3 separate regions of the Mus musculus genome follow, and regions 1 and 3 are each linked to region 2. A link is a contact called in public HiChIP or PLAC-seq data. All regions are on one chromosome and are shown on one strand. Each heading gives the region's core, a stretch centred on a gene start, on an enhancer-like site or on the middle of the called end of the contact. The rest is flanking DNA. Distances are from core to core; before and after follow the strand shown. Region 1 holds the start of 4930522L14Rik (zinc finger protein 431-like). Region 2 overlaps Gm35315 (zinc finger protein 431-like). Region 3 holds the start of 5430403G16Rik (RIKEN cDNA 5430403G16 gene).

Region 1 (3,484 bases), core at 950-3,449, 290 kb before region 2:
AAGCATATTCCAGGATCATTTCTTAAGGACACCAGTGCCCTACCACTGCAGGTAAGTGACAGTGTCCTAAGTAGAAGGTTCCAGATGATGAAAAACATCAGAAAAGGAAAAGGTAGAGAGTATAAAAGCTGGGGTGGGGAGGTCTTACACAAGCTATGGCTTATGCTAAGTCAGCTTCTTAAGAATACCATCTTGTACACAATTGACATGAGGGAAAAGGAAGGAGATGGGAGACACCTCTGAAGTCAGCAGAAAGATGAAGAAAGTATGAAGTCCACAGAAACATCAGACAATGGGACACACTCAGGAGAAGGCTAATCAAACACTGCTGCCCAAGGGACAACTCAGTGTTTCTCAAAAACATTTCTGACCAAACTTCTAGTGGCCTTGGAACTGATAACCACAGCCCCATATGGTGGGAAGTTGTGCTCTCAGAATCTGATTCAATGCCTCCCAAAGGCCCTGCCCCAGACCATTACTAGCTCTCCCAAGCACATTCCAGGTTTTAGAGTAGGAGCTCTGCAAATGCACCCAAGAGGAGAAGATGTCAGGAAAGAGTCAGAGTCGGGGCTGAAATCAAACAAATAGAAACAAAAAGAACTCTATACAGAATCAACAAGACCAGGAGCTGTTTCTATGAGAAAATCAACGAGATAAACCAGACTAACCAGAGGGCACACAGACAGTATCCTAATTAATAAAATCAGAAATGAAAAGGAAGATATAACAGTGAAATATATCTTAAAATAATTATTCTCTTTAAAAAATATTAACAATTGAAAATATTAAAATCATGTTCTACAAAACAAAAACAAAAAACGAAGTAAAGGAGCCCTGTTTTCTCTCTATACCCAGGGCCTCAGGGAAAGCTCCCAAGGACTAGGCCCAGACTGTGACTGGCTCTGACAACCATTTTCCTGAGTTTCAATAGGAGCTGTGTCCTGCTCCAGACATGGGGACCTCAGGGAAAGCATTGCTGGATCAGGCCTACACTCAATGCAATGGTTGTGGGTTTTTCTGTTTTGTTTTGTTTTGTTTTGTTTTTTTAAGTTTTCAAATGGTTGTCACTAGATGTCATCTAGCCAGTGTGGCAGAACTATGCTTTTCTCAAGAAGAAAACTGAACCTTATGGCACAAGAGGCCTTGCTGTTGGTTATGATCCTGTAATACCCCACTGAGCAGCTGGTTAGAGGCCTGCTCTTTGATAAGGAGATGGGCCTAGTGTCAGATTATGAATCGTTTGTTTCCTTTGTTATGAATTCTAGACAATGCTGGTGAACAAGCATGTGTACCCTAGCATCCTAACCTCTAACTGCCCTGGCTGGCATAGTACTTATCTGTGAGGTGTGAGGCAGTCCTCCCTCAGCTAAATTCTACTTGGTGTGCCTTACTATTTCCTAAGCTTTACTAAATCCTTTACATCATCAATTCTACTCTTTAACATCACAGCTTGACATTGAATTGCTACCCAGCACAAGAGATGCCTTTTACAACCTCCACAAAATGAACTCCAAATGGATTGTCCACCTTAATCTCAAGTGCTAAGAACAGAACTTGTAGAAAGTCCTGGACTCTCTGAGTTTGGGATCACGCCAAAGATCTCTCTACACACAGGCCAAATGATCTGCACACGTGCAGCCCCCACAGCGAAGTTATTCAGACGCTACAGCTGGGTCACGCGAATGGCTAGGACCACAGGGGACCTCACAGGTGGCCGCGGAATCCCACGCAGTCCCAGGAAAGACCCACCGCAGCAGCTCGCGCTGCTCAGACCCCGGTTTCTCCCCATTGTTTTCAGTGACCCTGTACTCACCATGTCGCAACTTCGGAGCTTGCCTGAACACCCTAAACAGCATCCAGCGGCAGGACAGAGCACAGAACAGGGGACAAATCAAGTCAGCTCAGCAACTAAGCAAAACAGGCGCCACTGCACCCGGAAAAACCCGCCTTCCTTTTGATTTGCAGTTCCGCCGAGAGACTCTGATTGGCCAACAAGTCTTGAGTGACTGGAGCACCTCCCTTAGGGTTAGAGTGTGCTGAAGATACAACGTGTAGAGGTTCTCAGCCCAACAAGCTGCAAGTCCAGACCTGCAGCATTTTCCAATTCTGTAGTATTTGTGTCGATCCTCCAATAGGCAACCCATGTGTCTCCCCGCGCAGCCCCAGGGAAGCCCAACCACTTCCCTGTCATTGTTCCACTGCTTGCTCCTCCCCTAGGTAGGCAGTGACCCTATGATCGCCAGGGCCTGATGTCAGCCAGAGCTTCAATCACTCACTAGGTTGTTTGCCTTCTTCCTCCTTGAATCAAGGTAGGGAGCTTACATAGCCCATTACTCAACTTGCAGGGGATTTATCAATCTGTCCCACAAGCGAAAAGGTGCCCAGAATATTAACAATTAAATTGTGTCATGGGCAAACAATAGTTCTGTTTTCTTGCTGTTGGGATTGAGACCCAGGAACAGAGGCTGATCTGCATATTATTAACAAACCAAAGGAGCCATCCACCTGCCATGGGCAAACTGGGTTTACCTGAAACCTGAACTGGAAATGAATAGGTATTGGGGTGAGAGAAGAATGAAGCCAAGCAAAGGTTCTGATCAAGGCTCAAAGTTTAATAATAAGGTTTGCGTTTATAAAGGGAAAACCTACAAAACCCATCCCCCTCTTCAGCTGCAGTATGTTGTAGAGCAATGTCAGTGCAGGCAGCCAAAACAGCTAAGTTCCCATGAGAACCTGCAACTGCAACAAAGACAGATGTCTCTGTCCTGGGTTGTCATGGCGAATGTTCAAGGTCTGCTCAAGGCTGGGAAGGTTAGAGCTGGGCCTCCAGGTTCTCCCAGCAGTCCTCAGTCTCCACCTGTTACAGGGCAAGGTTGGCAGACCCCACCTTGTACCTTGAACTCCCAGCCCAGCGGCCAGGCTTTCCCTTCCTAGAAGCCCTTTCTACATAATCCAGACATTTTGTACTCTTTGTGTCTCTGTTTCTGTCTCGATCTCTCTCCCCTTTCTTCCCTCTCCAGTCTTTCTCCCTCCTTCTCCCTCCACTTCCCCTCCCAATCCCTACTCCCCTGCATTTTTCTCTCCCAGCTTGTCTTGCTGGCTTTTTCTCGCCACCTCTGCTCCTTATTCTCCCATCCCATAACTTCTCTGACCTCCTTGGGACTAGTGAACTCTCTACTTCCTTGGGATCAGTGAATCCTCTAGAGAGCTACCCCTAATAAACCGGAAAATACTCTAATTTCACTTGGGTTGAGTCCTTCACGCTGGGCTTAGGTAAAGTGCAGCTAGTTTTCAGCTGGTAGGTATGTGAACCCTGGGAGACAAACAGGAACCAGATGACAAACCCTGTGGAGCACTGCTGTTAGCCAGCACACCTTCCTCCGTGGGAAGGTGAACACACATTCGCACATAGAACTGTATTAGTGAAGGTTCTCTAGATGAACAGACCTGATAGGAGGAATCTAGGTATGTACAAAGTGGATTT
Region 2 (3,378 bases), core at 414-2,913:
GGTGCTGGCCACACCTTTAATCCCAGCACTTGGGAGGCAGAGGCAGGTGGATCTCTGAGTTCAAGGCCAGCCTGGTCTACAAAGTGACCTGGTCTACAAAGTGACAGGACAGCCAAGGCTACAGAGAAACCCTGTCTCAAAAAGACAAAAAAAAAAAAAAAAAAGGACAGATGGAAATATTGGCCGGGCGGTGGTGGCCCTATCTTTAATCCCAGCAGTTGGGAGGCAGAGGCAGGCAGATTTCTGAGTTCGAGGCCAGCCTGGTCTACAAAGTGAGTTCCAGGACAGCCAGGGCTATACAGAGAAACCCTGTCTCAAAAAAAAAAAAAAAAAAAAAAAAAAAAAAAAGGAAAATATTGGCAATGTAAACATTGATCCTAAATCAGCAATATATGGGAGAAGAGATGGCTCACCAGTGAAGAGCTCTTACTGGTCTTGCAAATAACTGAACTCAATTACCAGTACTTGTGTGCCAGGGCTTCACAACTATCCAAGTTCAGAAATTCTGAAGCCATTTTCTGACTATTATGGGGACCAGGTATACATAATGTGCATATTCATGCACACAGGCAAAATACTCATTCATTCAAAAAAATCAAAACAACCACAACAGGTAGGAAGAATGCTATGCACCTGCAATCCAATGACTCAGAAAGCTCAGGCAGTAAAGCTCAGGCAGTATCAATGTCATGAATACTCCCCATCCTGAGAAACAGAAAATTCTCTCTGCCAAATGTCAAAATTCACAACGTGCATGAAGATCAACACAACAGCACATGCTTGACATGTACCAAAATCTACATTGCAAGCCCATCAGTTAATGATATAAAAACAAACAAAGAAAGAAAAAGCCAGGCATGTTGGCCCACATTTAATCCCAGCACTTAGGAGCCAGAGTCAGGTGGACCTTTAAGTTTGAGCCTTGATTGTTCTACACATCTACTTTCAGGACAGCCAGGGCTACATAGAGAAACTTTGTCTTTAAAAACCAAAGCCAAAACAACAAAATTAAAAATATAAAAACACCAGGTTCACAAAATAGTTTAGCATTGAATAACAACTGCTTCAACTGCATCTCATGTAAATTTAGGGATAGAGTCTATAATGGTAAAAGCAAGACAACATGAGAATGAAGCTGACTGATCAGGTTCAACCACAACACAGTACGGACGCACATGCACGCGCATACACACACACACACACACCAGGAAATGGGTTGAAACTATAGACACTCAAATCTCATCCCCAATAAAGAATCTACAAAGGTCCCTCCTAGGAAAGCTTCTTTTTTTTTTTTTTTTTTTTTTTTTGGTTTCTCTGCGTACCTCTGGCTGTCCTGGAACTCACTTTGTAGACCAGGCTGGCCTCGAACTCAGAAATCCGCCTGCCTCTGCCTCCCAAGTGCTGGGATTAAAGGCGTGCGCCACCACACCTGGCTCCTAGGAAAGCTTCTAATGAAAAGACTGTATTGGCCAGAGCCAGGCTGACTCCATGACAGGCTGCAAACTGACAATTTGGGAGACTAGGCCTAAGTTTCTGCTTCCCAGAACTGGAAAAGTCCAAACAAGTCAATTCCAGGAAAACGACCCCTCCCCCAATCATGAGCAGCCAGGAGCTGCCCCTGCCATCAGGCATGAGCCAAGCCTGAGCCAAGAATAGTTAACGAGCAATGGTTCCAGAACATCCCCTAAATTCTCTAGAACCTTGACCAATCCCAAAGACACACACACCCCCTGGGGATTGAGTCAAACAATCGGGATAAAAGTCACCTACTCCTCCCTGGAATTCCCCTAATCGGGTTTAAATGGAGCTTGCAAAGCTCACAAGTCTGTCCCCATCCTGCATGATAGAATTCTGCAGAATAAAATGCTCTTTGCTTTTGCATACTATTTGAGTCTGGGGTCTTCCTTCAGTGATTCTTGGACCCTAACATTATAAGCTCCTCAAAGAAAGCCACAAAAAAAAGAGACAAGTGTTCATAGACAACATTATATCTGGGAGCTCTCTGACTCAATCAGCTACATTCTAACCCTGGTCACTATAGGCTCATGGCCATCCATGATGAAAATGTATTTCGTTTAACTTCAATGATCTTAAGAGTCTGCAGCAACCCATACACTGTTCAGATGTCCAAAGTCTCTTCTGACACTCTTGATTGCCACATCTTGTAAAAAATCAAAACGTAAGTTATATCTTCCCAACATACAAAGGCACAGAATGCCCCCTCCCATCCAATAGAGAGGAATGTGTACATAGTGTGGGAAGACTGGACCAAGGCAGAAAACCCAGCAGGACACACACCACATCCTGTAGCTCTGTCTCAGACACAAGGGGACTCAGTCTCAAAAGGCTTAGATGGCCCTATCCCTGAAACTTCTCATACATCTCTCAGTTTAGTTACTTGCACTCTCTCTATGCCGCTCTCCATGGCAGGTGTCTCCTAGCTTAGGTATCTCAATATGTCCTGGTGTCAGAATGCAACTCAGGCTTTATCCTCACAGATTCATACAACGCACTCTCACAGCATCCTCCCTCACTGGGACTTTGACTCTGCTAAACATAGATGGCTGAAACAGTGATGAACTGAAACCACAGGGGAAGAATCTAGGACCTTACATCTTGTTTCCAGAACTTGGGTGATCCTGCAAGGTTTGGGTTCTAAATTGGGATGGACCATGCCACCTTGGACTACAGTTGTAGCAGGTTTTATATGAATTTCCTTCCTGGATCTAGGAATCACTTTGCCTACTTCTTCCATTGGTTGAAGGCTTAGCAGGAGGGTGTGCTTCCCTTAGGACACCTTCTTAGGCTTTTTTTTTTCTCTGTATAGGCCTGGCTGTCCTGGAACTCACTTTGTAGACCAGGCTGGCCTTGAACTCAGAAATCCGCCTGCCTCTGCCTCCCAAGCGCTGGCTAAGTAAGATTCTTAAGAATACCATCTTGTACATGATTTACACGAGGGAAAAGGAAGATGAGGGCATCTATGAAGTCAGCCGAAAGATAAAGAAACTATTAAGTCAGCAGAAACATCATACAATGGGACACATTCAGAAGTCTAATCTAACAGTGGTGCACAAGGGAAAACTCAGTGTTTCTCAAAAACATTTCTGACCAAACTTCTAATGGCCTTACAACTGATAACCACAGCCCCATATGGTGGGAAGTTGTGCTCTCAGTATCTGATTCAACGCCTCCTTAAAGGCCCTGAGCCCCAGACCCCAAGCACATTCCAGGTTTTAGAGAAGGAGCTCTGCAAATGCACCCAAGAGGAGGAGATGTCAGGAAAGAGTCAGACTCGGGGCTGAAATCAAACAATAGAAACAAAAAGAACTCTATACAGAATCAACAAGACCAGGACCTGTTTCTTTGAGAAAATCA
Region 3 (3,411 bases), core at 377-2,876, 390 kb before region 2:
GTATGAAGTCCACAGAAACATCAGACAATTGGACACACTCAGGAGAAAGCTAATCAAACACTGCTGCACAAGGGACAACTCAGTGTTTCTAAAAAACATTTCTGACCAAGCCTCTAGTGGCCTTGGAACTGATAACCACAGCCCCATATGGTGGGAAGTTGTGCTCTCAGAATCTGATTCAACCCCTCCCAAAGGCCCTGCCCCAGACCATTACCAGCTCCCAGGCACATTCCTGAATTTAGAGAAGGAGCTCTGCAAATGCACCCAAGAGGAGGAGATGTCAGGAAAGAATCAGACTCCGGGGTGAAATCAAGCAGTAGAAAGAAAAATAACTATATACAGAATCAACAAGACCAGGAGCTGTTTCTTTGAGAAAATCAACTAGATAAACCAGACTAACCAGAGGACACAGAGACAGTATCCTAATTAATAAAATCAGAAATGAAAAGGAGGATATAACAGTGAAGTATATCTTAAAATAATTATTCTCTTTTAAAAATATTAACAATTGAAAATATTGAAAATGTTCTACAAAACAAAAAAAAAAACAAAAAACAAAAAAAAAACGAAGTCAAGGAGCCCTGTTTTCTCTATACCCAGGGCCTCAGGGAAAGCTCCCAAGGACTAGGCCCAGGCTGTGAATGGCTCTGCCAAGCATGTTGTTGGGTTTCAGAAGGAGCTGTGGCCTGCTCCAGACATGGGGACCTCAGGGAAAGTGTAGCTGGATCAGGCCTGCACTCAATGCAATGGTTGTGGGCTTTTTGTTTTGTTCTTTTAAGTTTTCAAATGGTTGTCACTAGATGCCATCTAGCCAGTGTGGCAGAACTATGTTTTTCTCAAGAAGAAAACTGAACCTTATGGCACAAGAGGCCTTGCTGTTGGTTATGATCCTGTAATGCCCCATTGAGCTGCTAGTTAGAGGCCTGCTCTTTGATAAGGAGATGGGCCTAGTGGCAGATTATAAATCGTTTGTTTCCTTTGTTATGATTTCTGGACAATGCTGGTGAACAAGCATGTGTATCCTAGCATCCTAACCTCTAACTGCCCTGGTTGGCATAGTACTTATCTGTGAGGTGTGAGGCAGTCCTCCCTCAGCTAAATTCTACTTGGTGTGCCTTACTATTTCCTAAGCTTTACTAAATCCTTTACATCATCAATTCTACTCTTTAACATCACAGCTTGACATTGAATTGCTACCCAGCACAAGAGATGCCTTTTACAACCTCCACAAAATGAACTCCAAATGGATTGTCCACCTTAATCTCAAGTGCTAAGAACAGAACTTGTAGAAAGTTGGACTCTCTGAGTATGGGATCACGCCAAAGATCTCTCTACACACAAGCCAAATGCTCAGCACAGATGCAGCCCCCACGGGGAAGTTATTCAGACGCTACAGCTGGGACCCGCGAGTGGCTAGGACCACAGGGGACCTCACAGGTGGCCGCGGATTCCCACGCAGCGCAGGGAAAGACCCACACTAGCAGCTCGCGCTGCTTCTCCCCATTGTTTTCAGTGACCCTGTGCTCACCATGTCGCAACTTCGGAGCTTGCCTGAGCACCCTAAACAGCATTCAGCCTCAGGACGGAGAGCACAGAACAGGGGACCAATCAAGTAGGCTCAGCAACTAAGCGAAACAGGCTCCAATGCACCCGGAAAAACCCGCCTTCCTTTTGATTTGCAGGTCCGCCGAGAGACTCTGATTGGCCAACAAGTCTTGAGTGACTGGAGCACCTCCCTTAGGGTTAGAGTGTGCTGAAGGTACGCGGTGTAGAGGTTCTCAGCCCAACAAGCTGCAAGTCCAGACCTGCAGGGATTTCCAATTCTGTAGTATTTGTGTCGATCCTCCAATAGGCTACCGATCTGTCTCCCCGCGCAGCCCCATGGAGGAACCATCAGTCCCCTGCCACTACTCTGCCGCTGGCTCCTCCCCTAGGTAGGCAGTAACCCTGTGATCGCCAGGGCCTGATGTCAGCCAGAGCTTCCCTCACTCACTAGGTTGTTTGCCTTCTTCCTCCTTAAATCAAGGTAGGGAGCTTGCATAGCCCATTCATTACTCAACCTGCAGGGGATTTATCAATCTGTCCCACAAGCGAAAAGGTGCCCAGAATATTAACAATTAAATTGTGTCATGGGCAAAGAATAGTTCTGTATTCTTGCTGTTGGGATTGAGACCCAGGAACAGAGGCTGATCTGCATATTATTAACATACCAAAGGAGCCATCCACCTGCCATGGGCAAACTGGGTTTACCTGAAACCTGTGGAAATGAATAGGTATTGGGGTGAGAGAAGAATGAAGCCAAGCAAAGGTTCTGATCAAGGCTCAAAATTTAATAATAAGGTTTGCGTTTATAAAGGGAAAACCTACAAAATCCATCCCCCTCTTCAGCTGCAGTATGTTGTAGAGCAATGTCAGTGCAGGCAGCCAAAACAGCTAAGTTCCCATGAGAACCTGCACCTCAACAAAGACAGATGTCTCTGTCCTGGGTTGTCATGGCGAATGTTCAAGGTCTGCTTAGTCTGCGCAAGGCTGGGAAGGTTAGAGCTGGGCCTCCAGGTTCTCCCAGCACTCCTCAGTCTCCACCTGTTACAGGGCAAGGTTGACAGACCCCACCTTGTACCTTGAACTCCCAGCCCAGCGGCCAGGCTTTCCCTTCCTAGAAGCCCTTCCTATATAATCCAGACATTTTGTACTCTTTGTGTCTCTGTTTCTCTGTCTCCATCTCTCTCCCCTTTCTTCCCTCTCCAGTCTTTCTCCCTCCTTCTCCCTCCACTTCCCCTCCCAATCCCTACTCCCCTGCATTTTTCTCTCCCAGCTTGCCTTGCTGGCTTTTTCTCCCCACCTCTGCTCCTTATTCTCCCATCCCATAACTTCTCTGACCTCCTTGGGACCAGTGAACTCTCTGCTGCCTTGGGATCAGTGAATCCTCTAGAGAGCTACCCCTAATAACCGGAAAATACTCTAATTTCACTTCAGTTGAGTCCTTCACGCTGGGCTTAGGTAAAGTGCAGCTAGTTTTCAGCTGGTAGGTATGTGAACCCTGGGAGACAAACAGGAACCAGATGACAAACCCTGTGGAGCACTGCTGTTAGCCAGCACACCTTCCTCCGTGGGAAGCTGAACACACATTCGCACATAGAACTGTATTAGTGAAGGTTCTCTAGATGAACAGACCTGATAGGAGGAATCTAGGTATGTACAAAGTGGATTTATTGGAATATTTCACAGGCTGTAGTCCAACTAGTCCAACGATGGCTAACTTAGCACGTGTAGGAGTAGGAAACCTAGATGTGAACGTATCCAGACTCCCTCAATAAAATCCCAGTGCTTCCTTTCTTGAAGGAAATCACTGCCTTGGAATTGACTCCTATTCTCACCTTGCTGACCACGGGGGTGGGGGTGGGGGGGACA

The links. HiChIP or PLAC-seq counts read pairs in DNA pulled down with a chosen protein or histone mark.
Region 1: an H3K27ac HiChIP or PLAC-seq map of embryonic stem cells shows a contact between it and region 2, with 2.5 times the contacts expected there. The contact joins the promoter of 4930522L14Rik here to the enhancer-like site in region 2. A contact is called at or near these places in 5 of 115 datasets of contacts at active chromatin or transcription factors (bone marrow-derived macrophages, embryonic stem cells, neural progenitor cells and 1 more) and 3 of 9 other capture datasets (adipose tissue, liver and macrophages).
Region 3: an H3K4me3 HiChIP or PLAC-seq map of embryonic stem cells shows a contact between it and region 2, with 3 times the contacts expected there. The contact joins the promoter of 5430403G16Rik here to the enhancer-like site in region 2. A contact is called at or near these places in 1 of 39 promoter capture datasets (embryonic stem cells), 9 of 115 datasets of contacts at active chromatin or transcription factors (astrocytes, bone marrow-derived macrophages, embryonic limb bud and 5 more) and 1 of 9 other capture datasets (adipose tissue).

What each region holds. Positions count from the first base shown.
Region 1 is chr5:109,794,370-109,797,853 of GRCm38.p6, forward strand. It overlaps 4930522L14Rik (zinc finger protein 431-like), which reads right to left and starts at 2,200. Exons shown (of 3, transcript XM_011249625.2): 1 at 1,814-2,200.
Region 2 is chr5:110,081,523-110,084,900 of GRCm38.p6, forward strand. The region is part of intron 2 of Gm35315 (zinc finger protein 431-like); the gene reads right to left. Among named protein-coding and RNA genes, the nearest start is that of Gm35315, 12 kb to the right of the region's middle. Within about 2 kb of position 1,664, at least 4 of the 459 cell types and tissues checked have an H3K27ac peak or open chromatin away from gene starts, as enhancers often do. A contact at or near this core is called in embryonic stem cells, where this site is marked.
Region 3 is chr5:109,689,208-109,692,618 of GRCm38.p6, forward strand. It overlaps 5430403G16Rik (RIKEN cDNA 5430403G16 gene), which reads right to left and starts at 1,627. Exons shown (of 4, transcript NM_001378588.1): 1 at 1,529-1,627. The coding sequence starts at 1,531. It also overlaps the pseudogene Vmn2r-ps23.